Linked DNA regions of Zea mays: region 2 is linked to region 1. The links are chromatin contacts, called in public Hi-C maps. All regions are on one chromosome and are shown on one strand. Each heading gives the region's core, a stretch centred on a gene start, on an enhancer-like site or on the middle of the called end of the contact. The rest is flanking DNA. Distances are from core to core; before and after follow the strand shown. Region 1 has its middle 52 kb from the start of LOC103653268. Region 2 has its middle 21 kb from the start of LOC100282806.

Region 1 (4,564 bases), core at 1,108-3,607:
CACCCTTGTACGTGCCCCCCTTGAGCTATAAAAGGGAGGGCACACGACGTTACAAGGCAGACCCAACTTAGGCTCAAGCTCACTTACTCTCAAGCTCTCAAGCTCAATACATCACAAAGTGGAGTAGGGTATTACGCTCCGGCGGCCCGAACCACTCTAAATCCTTGTGTGTTCTTGTGTTCTTCCTATTTCCACCTAACAAGCAAAACACTTAGGCCCCTCCTTATCTTAGGATTTAGGGCGGGTGCGTTCCGCCACCCGGCCGGAGAATTCCTCTCCGACAGACACCCTTGGCTGATTAATTAGGAAAGCTAGTGTAACACCCCTGGTGTTACGAGAACTAAAACACTGATATGTCATCATATGCATTGGCATTTCATTGCTTGTGATACACTTAGAATGCATTCACTAGGTTAAACTTTCAAAAGAACATGTGATGTGATACTTGTTTGAGTATAGGGTATACTTAGTGGAGTTGTTTGAACCAAGTGGGGAGTAAGTTACTTCATAAGTTAGTAGCATGTTGAACATGTGGTTTATGTGTGACACAATAGTTTTGCTAAATAGAGATTATGCCTTAAGGGGTGAGGAATAGGAGAGGTTAAGCACTTAAAGTACTTGGGTGCACTCAAAGCCCTAATTTGGAGTCCAAAACCCTAAATAGTGCCTTGTAGGGGATTTCAAATTTAACCACTTTTTTGCAAAAATTGTATATACCAAAGCGGTAGAGTTTTGAGAGCCTAATATTTTTTGTATTTGGAGATTTCCATGAGTTGTAGAAAAATTTGGAGTTAAGTGCAAAAGAGCACAAGTGCTCAAGAATTGGAACACTGAGAGAAAGTGACATTGATTCAAGTTTAAGCCCTTGTAGCTTTTAGTCTATAAGGGTTTTGTGAGAAATCACCATATAAAAGTTGTAGATATATTGTAGTAGTACTAATTTTATTATGTGGCCTAGACCTAAAACCATTTGGAACGTGGAGTAAAACATCCCCAAAGTAGGGTTGTGAGACAAAAAGCTCTGCTAAAAATAGGAATTTAGTGATTTGCACCCAACTTTGGGGCATTTTTGTGACTGATCCAGTGAGTCATGACCCATGGTCATTGTAGAAAAGATGAAGCTCTTGTATTAGTGAACATATCTCTTACAATGAGTTGAACCCAATACTGTATGAATTTTGGAGTAATAGGCTTCCAAACTTGGTCTGTCAGATGAACTGAAATGGGATTCAGTGGTAAACTGTGGACTGGAGAAGATCCCACGTTCAGAGAACCTTGCCGCCGATGATCTCCACTCCGCAAATCGAGCTTGCCTAGGAGATTCGTGCTCAAAGAAGAGTGGATAACACTGCAGATGGGTGAAAAGAACTATGGGAGGGTGAATTCGGTCGCTAAACGACCCGAACACCATATCCACTTGCCGGCGCGATCAGCCAAGATGTTATCACTAGAGCTCTCCACTCCTTTCGGTCATGCCACGCAGCATCCCATCTACCACGTAGTAAAGGTCGTGGCAAGCAGGCAATTACCCCTAGAGTCGTTACTCCAGTGCGCGCCACGATAATTTAGCCTCTATGAAAAATCTCGGCCGCCATGGAGTTCAATCTCATCCCAAATTCACTAAGCATCCGATCAGGCCCTTTAAATTGAGTGTTCTCCTCACTCTGTCTCTCTATTACGCGTCTGTTGAACCCTCAACCAGCCCCTCCCATTCACCGTAGCCCGAGTTCACCAGATTTCCCCAAAACTGGTCATCAGCGCCGCCGTGGTGCGCCTCGTCGTGGCCAAGCCATCTTCAGTTAGTTCCCACCTCCTTGGTCCTCGTTCTAACTTCTTTTGGTTCTCTTGTTGCTCATGGTGTCAGTCGATTGAACGCTGCTACAGCAGAGCATCGAGAACATCGCGTCGTCGTAGTACAGCGACACCGAAGACGCCCTTCACGTCGACCGGTCTTCCCGTGCTTTCTCCATACGAATTCGCGCACGTACCGCACCGTTGGTGAGTCAGTGATACTCGCCCTACCCCCAATTTAAATGCTACCAAGTTTGGTTGCCCGGAACAGGCTCGCCGGAGCTTTGGCTCCACCATCGCCGCGGGCAGACGCGAGTTTGGGTCAGACCAAGCAATTTAGCCTTGAGGATGTGCTCGGGTAATCTCCAGAATGGTGCCCATGTGCTCGCTACCGTCGGTAAGGGTCGCCAGTGACGAGTTCACGCGATCGGAGTTAGGTGTTCGACCGGAATGTGTCGGGGACCTGAGTTTGTGAAGACTAGAAAAGAGGACTTATGTGAAAATGTCAGTGACTTAGTAGAATAGTGACGCGGGCTCATGCCTGGTTATTTGAATGGCCAGGGGTCTTTGCGCTAATTTGCTAGCGCGGGCGCTTTCCTCTGTTCATGGGCTGGCTCAGGCTAGTTTGAGCCCAGTCTTGTTTACGTTTTATTCTTTTCTTTTTGATGATAACTTGCAAAATCTAGTACAAATTGTAGAAAAATGGTAAAAATCTGAGACCAATTTTGTTAGTCTCATAAAATAAGATATTATTTTATAAAAATAGTTTCAAGATTTTTATTACAAACACTAAATTATCTAGCATTTAAAAGTGTTTATGTAAATCCCATTAGAATTTTAGAGTTATATTGGAAATCCCAAAAATCATGAAAACTTGAGGGTAAACTTAACATGTTTGTATTAACCTTTGGTTGAAGTTTGAGCCTATTTGGACACTATTTGACTAGAGAACCAGTTATAGTCCAAATAAATAACCCTTCTAATACAAAATGAAATTAGGAATTAGTTTTACAAGTGAAATTGGGAAAAGTAAACTTGCTATAATTTAGCTAAGAAGCTCTTATGGCTAATAAACTCCATGAAGGGAAGTTGTATTCGAGAAGGTGTTTTCTATTTTTTTGTTTACAAACTAGCATGTTCATGGCATAACATAAGAATCCATATATATTATTGCATGTAGACCACGAAGAGGATTATATAGTAGAAGAAGAAGTTGTCCCTCCGATGGAGAACCCTCCCGTGGAGAACAATTTCTACTTTGACATCTGTGGTGAAGAAGTAGCTACTCCTACAACACAAGGCAAGCCCAGGTGCATTTACCTTTTCCTCGTATTTCAAAGTTTTATCACCTTTGAATGATGCATTAGGTAATAGGAGTTGTGTGATAAAATATTGATGCATTTCCTTCCTTGAGAAATTGAGTATCATTTCTTGTTACCTGATTTATTCAAACAAGTTTTAATGATGCTTAGCCTTGCTTAGAAGATAAAAATGTTTTGTTTTAAAAGGTGATGCTTCACACTAGAATGGGAGTATTTACAAAGAAAAACTTATGATGGTGGATCCATCACGACCTTTATGTATCCAACATCTGAAAAGAGTACCTCTAACAGGTACCACATTTTGGGTTATAAGTTATAAGGTGAGACTGAGCGGGTGATTTGCACGAGAAGAGAGTCTCAGTGTAGTGTCTCCGTCTAAGTCGTTTAAGGACCGAGCCAATGTAGGCTTGATGATTGAGGACCTTTTAACTGGCCACATGCCTCATCATGGGTAAGCTTTCCCTCGGATGGACGAATACCAGAACAGCTCGCCCCGCACTGGGCGTCGGAGATGGTGGGAGTAGCGTGTACCCTCTATGGCAAGAGACTGGACGGTGGTGTAAATGTGCTCTCGGGTAGCGGGAAACCGTTCTAGTGTTGAAAACCCCGGGTGCGAGTTGACATATGCAAGGGATATGTGCTACATATGTCGTGTGGTTGGAGATCCCCAACTGGGTATTAATCGATCCGAATCGTCGTTACTTCTCAGATATGAAGACTTGGTCACTGCCCTACACCGTAGTGACAAGTAAACTCAGGGTTTGATAAAAGACGACTACTGTAGGCCAAGTGTTTGATCTAGATTAGGAAAATCTAGATTCAGGAAAACCACTCAACTTGACAAATAAAAATAATTTATAAGGATCAACTTTAGTAAGATTTGTGCAAATTGAGTCATTGGTTCTTGCTAAACCTTACCCTGACATCTAAAGGCCAGCATATCATTGAGAGTATTTTATTTTAGTCGGGTAAGACTTGCGAAAGTACACTCCGTACTCAGGGTTTTCGAACCCATGTTGTTGTAGGTGAAGAGCCTACAGAGTTTTGCTGCTTCTGTTCCAAGATCGTCCCTAAGCAGGTGAGAGCACCTAGAGGGGGGCTGAATAGGTGATCCTGCGAAATTCAACACTAGATAGCCAACACTTGGTTATGAAATGTTAGTGCAATTAAAACCAAGTTGCTAAAGTGTGAATTCTAGAAGAAAGCCAATCACAAAAGATGAACACAAGACACAGTGATTTATCCCGTGGTTCGGCCAATGCCTACTTACACGTTGTGGTGACCTCCTTCGGTCAAGGATTGCACTCAATCCCTCTCAAGTGATGCAATGATCAACTTTGAGTACCACGGCTATCTTCCTTAGTAATGTTTCTCCCATTTGCGAGGAATCTCCACAGATTGGAGCCTCTCGCTCTTACAAGTTTGTCACAAGAGAAGCACAGTAGTAAGTG
Region 2 (4,564 bases), core at 695-3,194, 210 kb before region 1:
GGTGTTTGAGTGTAGCCTACTTATTGCATAGCTGGAAGGTTAGCACCTTCCATAAACTAGTACCTCCTCTTGCTTCAGGACGACCTTGGTGCAAAAACAACAAAACTCCAAAGGTTCATCACCTGCAATGGTGGGTTCAAAGAACCCTGAGTATGAAGGTATTTTCGTAAGTCTTACCCAACTAAAGAAAAGACTCTCAAGGATATGATGGATTTTGGGAATCAAGGTAAGGTATAGCAAGAATCGGGGACTCTTTTGCATAAAATCTTACTAAAGTTGGTCCTTAAGCTTTCATTTTATTTACTAAGTTAAGTAGTTTCCTCAATCTAGATTATCCTGATCTAGATCAATGACTTAACTTATTCTAGCTTTCTTTACCACATCCTGGTTTCACTTGTTAACTACGATGCATGGTAGTGATCAAGTCTGCATATCCGCGAAGTAACGGTGATCCGAATCGATTAATACCCAACTGGGAATCTCCAACCACATGACACATGTAACACTTAACCCTTGCATATGTCAACCCGCACCCGGGTTTCTCAAGATCAGAACGAGTTCCCACTACCCGAGAGCATAGTTACTCCACTGTCCAGCCTCTTGCCATGGAGGGTACACACTACTCTCACCATCTCCCACGCTCAGTGCTAGAAACCTATTCTGGTATTAGTTCGATTGAGATAAGGCTTACCCATGATGAGGTATGTGGCCAGTTAAAAGGTCCTCGATCATTAAGCCTACATCGACTCGGTCCTTAAATTACTCAGACGGAGACATTACACCGAGACTCCCTTCTCGTGAAAGTCACTCGCCCGGTCTCATCTTATAAGCTTATAACCCAAAACTTGGCACCTGAAAGAGGTACTCTTTTAGGATGTTGAACCCGTCACGACCATGATGGATTCACCACCACAACTTCTTTTTTTTCATAAAAGTCCCATTATGTCGTGTGAAATATCATCTTTTTAAAACAAAGACTTTTAATTATCTAAGCAGGGATAAGCATCAATAAAAACCTTTTTAAGTAAATCAGGTAGCAAGGAATGATCTCCAATATACCAAGGAAGGTAATGCATCAATAGTTTAGTCACACAACTCCTATCACCTAATGCATCATTCACAAGTGATAAAAATTGTAAAAACAAGGAAAGGGGTAAATGCACTAGGGCTTGCCTTGAGTTGTGGGAGTGTCGAGTCCTTCACCACATATGTCAAAATAGAGATTATTGTCCACAGGTGGATCTCCTGCTTGAGGGACAACTTCTTCTAAAACAAAATCCCCTTTGTGTTCTACACACAATAATATTTATGAATGCTTATGCCATGGTATGAAGATGCAACTTATATATAAAAGAAAACTATTTAGACATTTGAGTACCAGTTTCCTTCACAGTGCTTAACAACCATAAGAACTCTCTAGGTAGATAATCTTCTAAGGCTAGCTAAACTAATCCCCAAGCTAATAAGTTGTAGCAAGCTTAATTTTCTTAATGTTGCTTTTAAAACTAAATCCTATTCTAATTTCATATTAAAGGGGTTATTCTTTTGGGGTTGTATTTTGTTTTTTGGTCAAACAGTTTCAAACAAGTTCAACCTTTATTTAGAGGCTAGAACAAAAATATTAAGTCTACCAAAAACTTTTCATGAGTTTTGGAGCCTATATTTTATTTCTAAAATTCTAAATAGCTTTGAAGAGGCACTTTTTAATCCTAGGTAAATCATTGTTTGCAGTAAAAATCCTAAACGAATTTTTATCAGAAACTATATGATTTTAGGAGTCTAACAAATTTGGTCCCATCATTTTTGCATATTTATACGATTTTTTATAAAACTTGCAAGTTATCAAGTAAAAGCAAAAGAAAAACAATGAATAGCTTTGGGCCGAATCAAGCCTGAATTGGCCCACCCACGATGGATCTCGCACTCAGTGCGGGAGGCCCACGCCCGTGTTGGTTATTTTATACAGAGGACCTTGCGGATTCAAACAACTGATAAAGAGTCCCGAGCATTGTTCTTTTGAGTAACTGATGATTTACAAATAGAACCCTCATCTTCTTTCTCTTTACAAAACCCGATCCCTGACTCACACAGCCGGCGTGCCGACCAACTCTTGGCTAGGCTCGCCTCCGACGACTATCCCCGGCGAAGTCACGTACCTTTACACTATCCTCGAGCCAAGGCAACCCTATGCCCTTAGTTAATTGGACTACTATGGCCTAGGACCTAGTCTGCCCATGGTGATGGCAGAGCCGGAGCTCCGTTGAGGTCGTTCCTAGTGGTGTAGGGCAGTAGCGTTCAATCAAAAAGTAGGGAAGACTTCAGCAACTCATGCAACAACGGGAACATAGGACGAGGGAGCCGAGAAGGGAACAGAGGCAACTAGGCACATGAAGGCAGGCTACGACGGCGCTCACGGACGGCAACATAGTGTTCCGGCCAACACACAATGGTATAGTTCAATTGGCAAGGTCAGTAATAAAACAGAGACTATAGGGGTGATAAAACATGAACCAGAGAGGGTCAAGCTCACCTAAGGAGCTCTAGACACAGAGAGGCACCTCACGACGATGCTGGTGATCGGTTTTGGGGTAAACCGAAGCTCTCGAGATACGGGGTATGAGGAGTGGCTGAGGGTGCACTAGGTATGTAACAGAGAATTTTGACGAGGTTGGGCTTATCGGAGCGACCAAATAATTCGCTGGAGCTCGCTCATTGTGGTGTTTTGGTAACTCGATGACCCAGGGGTACTCTTCGATGCACGCCACGACTACTGCAATGTGTTGAATGAACTACTGCGTGGCACAACAGGGATGGCCGATGGATCAACGACAACGATCACACAACCGTGACGCAGGGCAAGTGGTGCCACAAGCAATCCTGCACTAGGGCCCAAGTTCACCCCCTCGACGATCTTTTCACCCTCTGCATAGAATCCATCCTTAGTCATGCGCGAATCACAAAGCCAAGCTCAAATCACAACACAAGGATGCCGGCGGCATGGTGCACTACACCTGCCCAAGACTAAACTAGTCCAGTTAACTGAATGAGCCTAAATGTCCCCTCGACTGGTCTGACAGGGAGACTTTGAGAGTGTATTACTCCCAATCTTGCATAACACCAAATCCAACTCTCTGTAAGAAACTTATTCACAAATATATGATCTTCAACTTTATTATAGTGACCATGGTCCATAGCTCACTGGATTAGCCATAGAAAGCCCCAAAGTTGGTTGGATATCACTGCATTCCAAGTTTAGAACCACCCCATGAATAACATACATACATTGAGGGTGTTTTCACCAAGTTCCATGTAGTTTCAGGGCCAAATGACTTAATAAAGATTGTACTACCATAATAGCTCTACACACTTTCTATAATGCTTATCTTCAAAATCCTCATAGATTAGAAACTACAGGGGCCGAAAGTTGGTTAAATGGCATTGTTTTTCAGGGTTCAAAACTTGAGGTGCTGGTGAACTTTTGCAATTTACTCCAAATTTCTCCACAAAATTTGGAAATCCCTAAATATAAAAGTTGCTTAGTTTTATAACTCTACAACTTTGGCATATAAACTTTTTATAAAATGTGACTATATTTTGAACCTCGCAGTTCGCGCCCGTCCCCGGCCGAACCGTTCGCGCCCCTACACCTCCCCTGCCCGGCCGAGACCGCCCTGCCCTACTCCCTACTCGTCGAGTTCTCCTAGTGCACAAGCTCTAGCCCAAGGTAAAAGATGACAATTTTGTGTTTTGGCCCTCCGAATTTCCGAAAATTATTTCTGTATTTTCTGCATTACAAATGTTTGTAAAAGTGATTCAAAAACCTTATGTGCTACTCTCCGATGTATACGTGTAGTCGTAAACAAGCCTCGCAACAATATTTTATAGGTGTATGAATTTATACTTCAAAAATAAATTATGTCACTAGTCACTAACTTGGTGATTTTTATACTAGAGACGATTACGATTGATCTCGCTTTAGCACATGAACGATAATTGTTAGTAGTGTTTTAAGTATAATTTCATTAATATAAGAAAGTAGAAGAAAATACTAGGCCACATATTTTCGGTTAGCTGAAAATAGATTTTTACTAGTCAGAATAAATGTGTTCATAAGTATAGCACTTAATTACTTAGAATTAGTAAAATTCTTGTTTATGTTATTAAAAGTCCAATTAGTAATTTACATTAATTCTTAGAATGTTAATGTTAGAAGAATTATAAATAAACAATTTTTAGCTATACGTATAATTTCTATTTAGAAATAAAAGGGGTAAAACTTAAAAGTCTATTATTAGTAATAATGGAAATAATTAGCAATTTTCCATAAATATTGTTAATATATGTTTATCTATATTATGCTAGATAAAACTAGTGTCATAATCACTGACTCATATTTTCACCAATAATGAATCGCGGTAAAAGTCATAATGATTAATAAGTATTTACGCTTTAAGACGTATTTATGAGTATAATTGTATGATGTATGAATGTGTATGTAATGGTGAATGATTACCCCTATAATGGTGTATGTTTATTTATTTGGCGTACGTATTCTTTTTGTATG

The links. Hi-C and Micro-C count contacts between places; a contact is called where the count stands out from the background.
Region 2: a Hi-C map of leaf mesophyll shows a contact between it and region 1, with 6 times the contacts expected there. The contact joins two enhancer-like sites. A contact is called at or near these places in 9 of 25 Hi-C or Micro-C datasets (bundle sheath, ear, endosperm and 3 more) and 1 of 3 datasets of contacts at active chromatin or transcription factors (leaf).

Annotation. Positions count from the first base shown.
Region 1 is chr4:56,225,329-56,229,892 of Zm-B73-REFERENCE-NAM-5.0, reverse strand. No RefSeq gene overlaps it. Among protein-coding and RNA genes, the nearest start is that of LOC103653268, 52 kb to the right of the region's middle. Within about 2 kb of position 2,357, at least 12 of the 20 cell types and tissues checked have an H3K27ac peak or open chromatin away from gene starts, as enhancers often do. A contact at or near this core is called in ear, leaf and leaf mesophyll, where this site is marked.
Region 2 is chr4:56,432,246-56,436,809 of Zm-B73-REFERENCE-NAM-5.0, reverse strand. No RefSeq gene overlaps it. Among protein-coding and RNA genes, the nearest start is that of LOC100282806, 21 kb to the left of the region's middle. Within about 2 kb of position 1,944, at least 12 of the 20 cell types and tissues checked have an H3K27ac peak or open chromatin away from gene starts, as enhancers often do. A contact at or near this core is called in ear, leaf and leaf mesophyll, where this site is marked.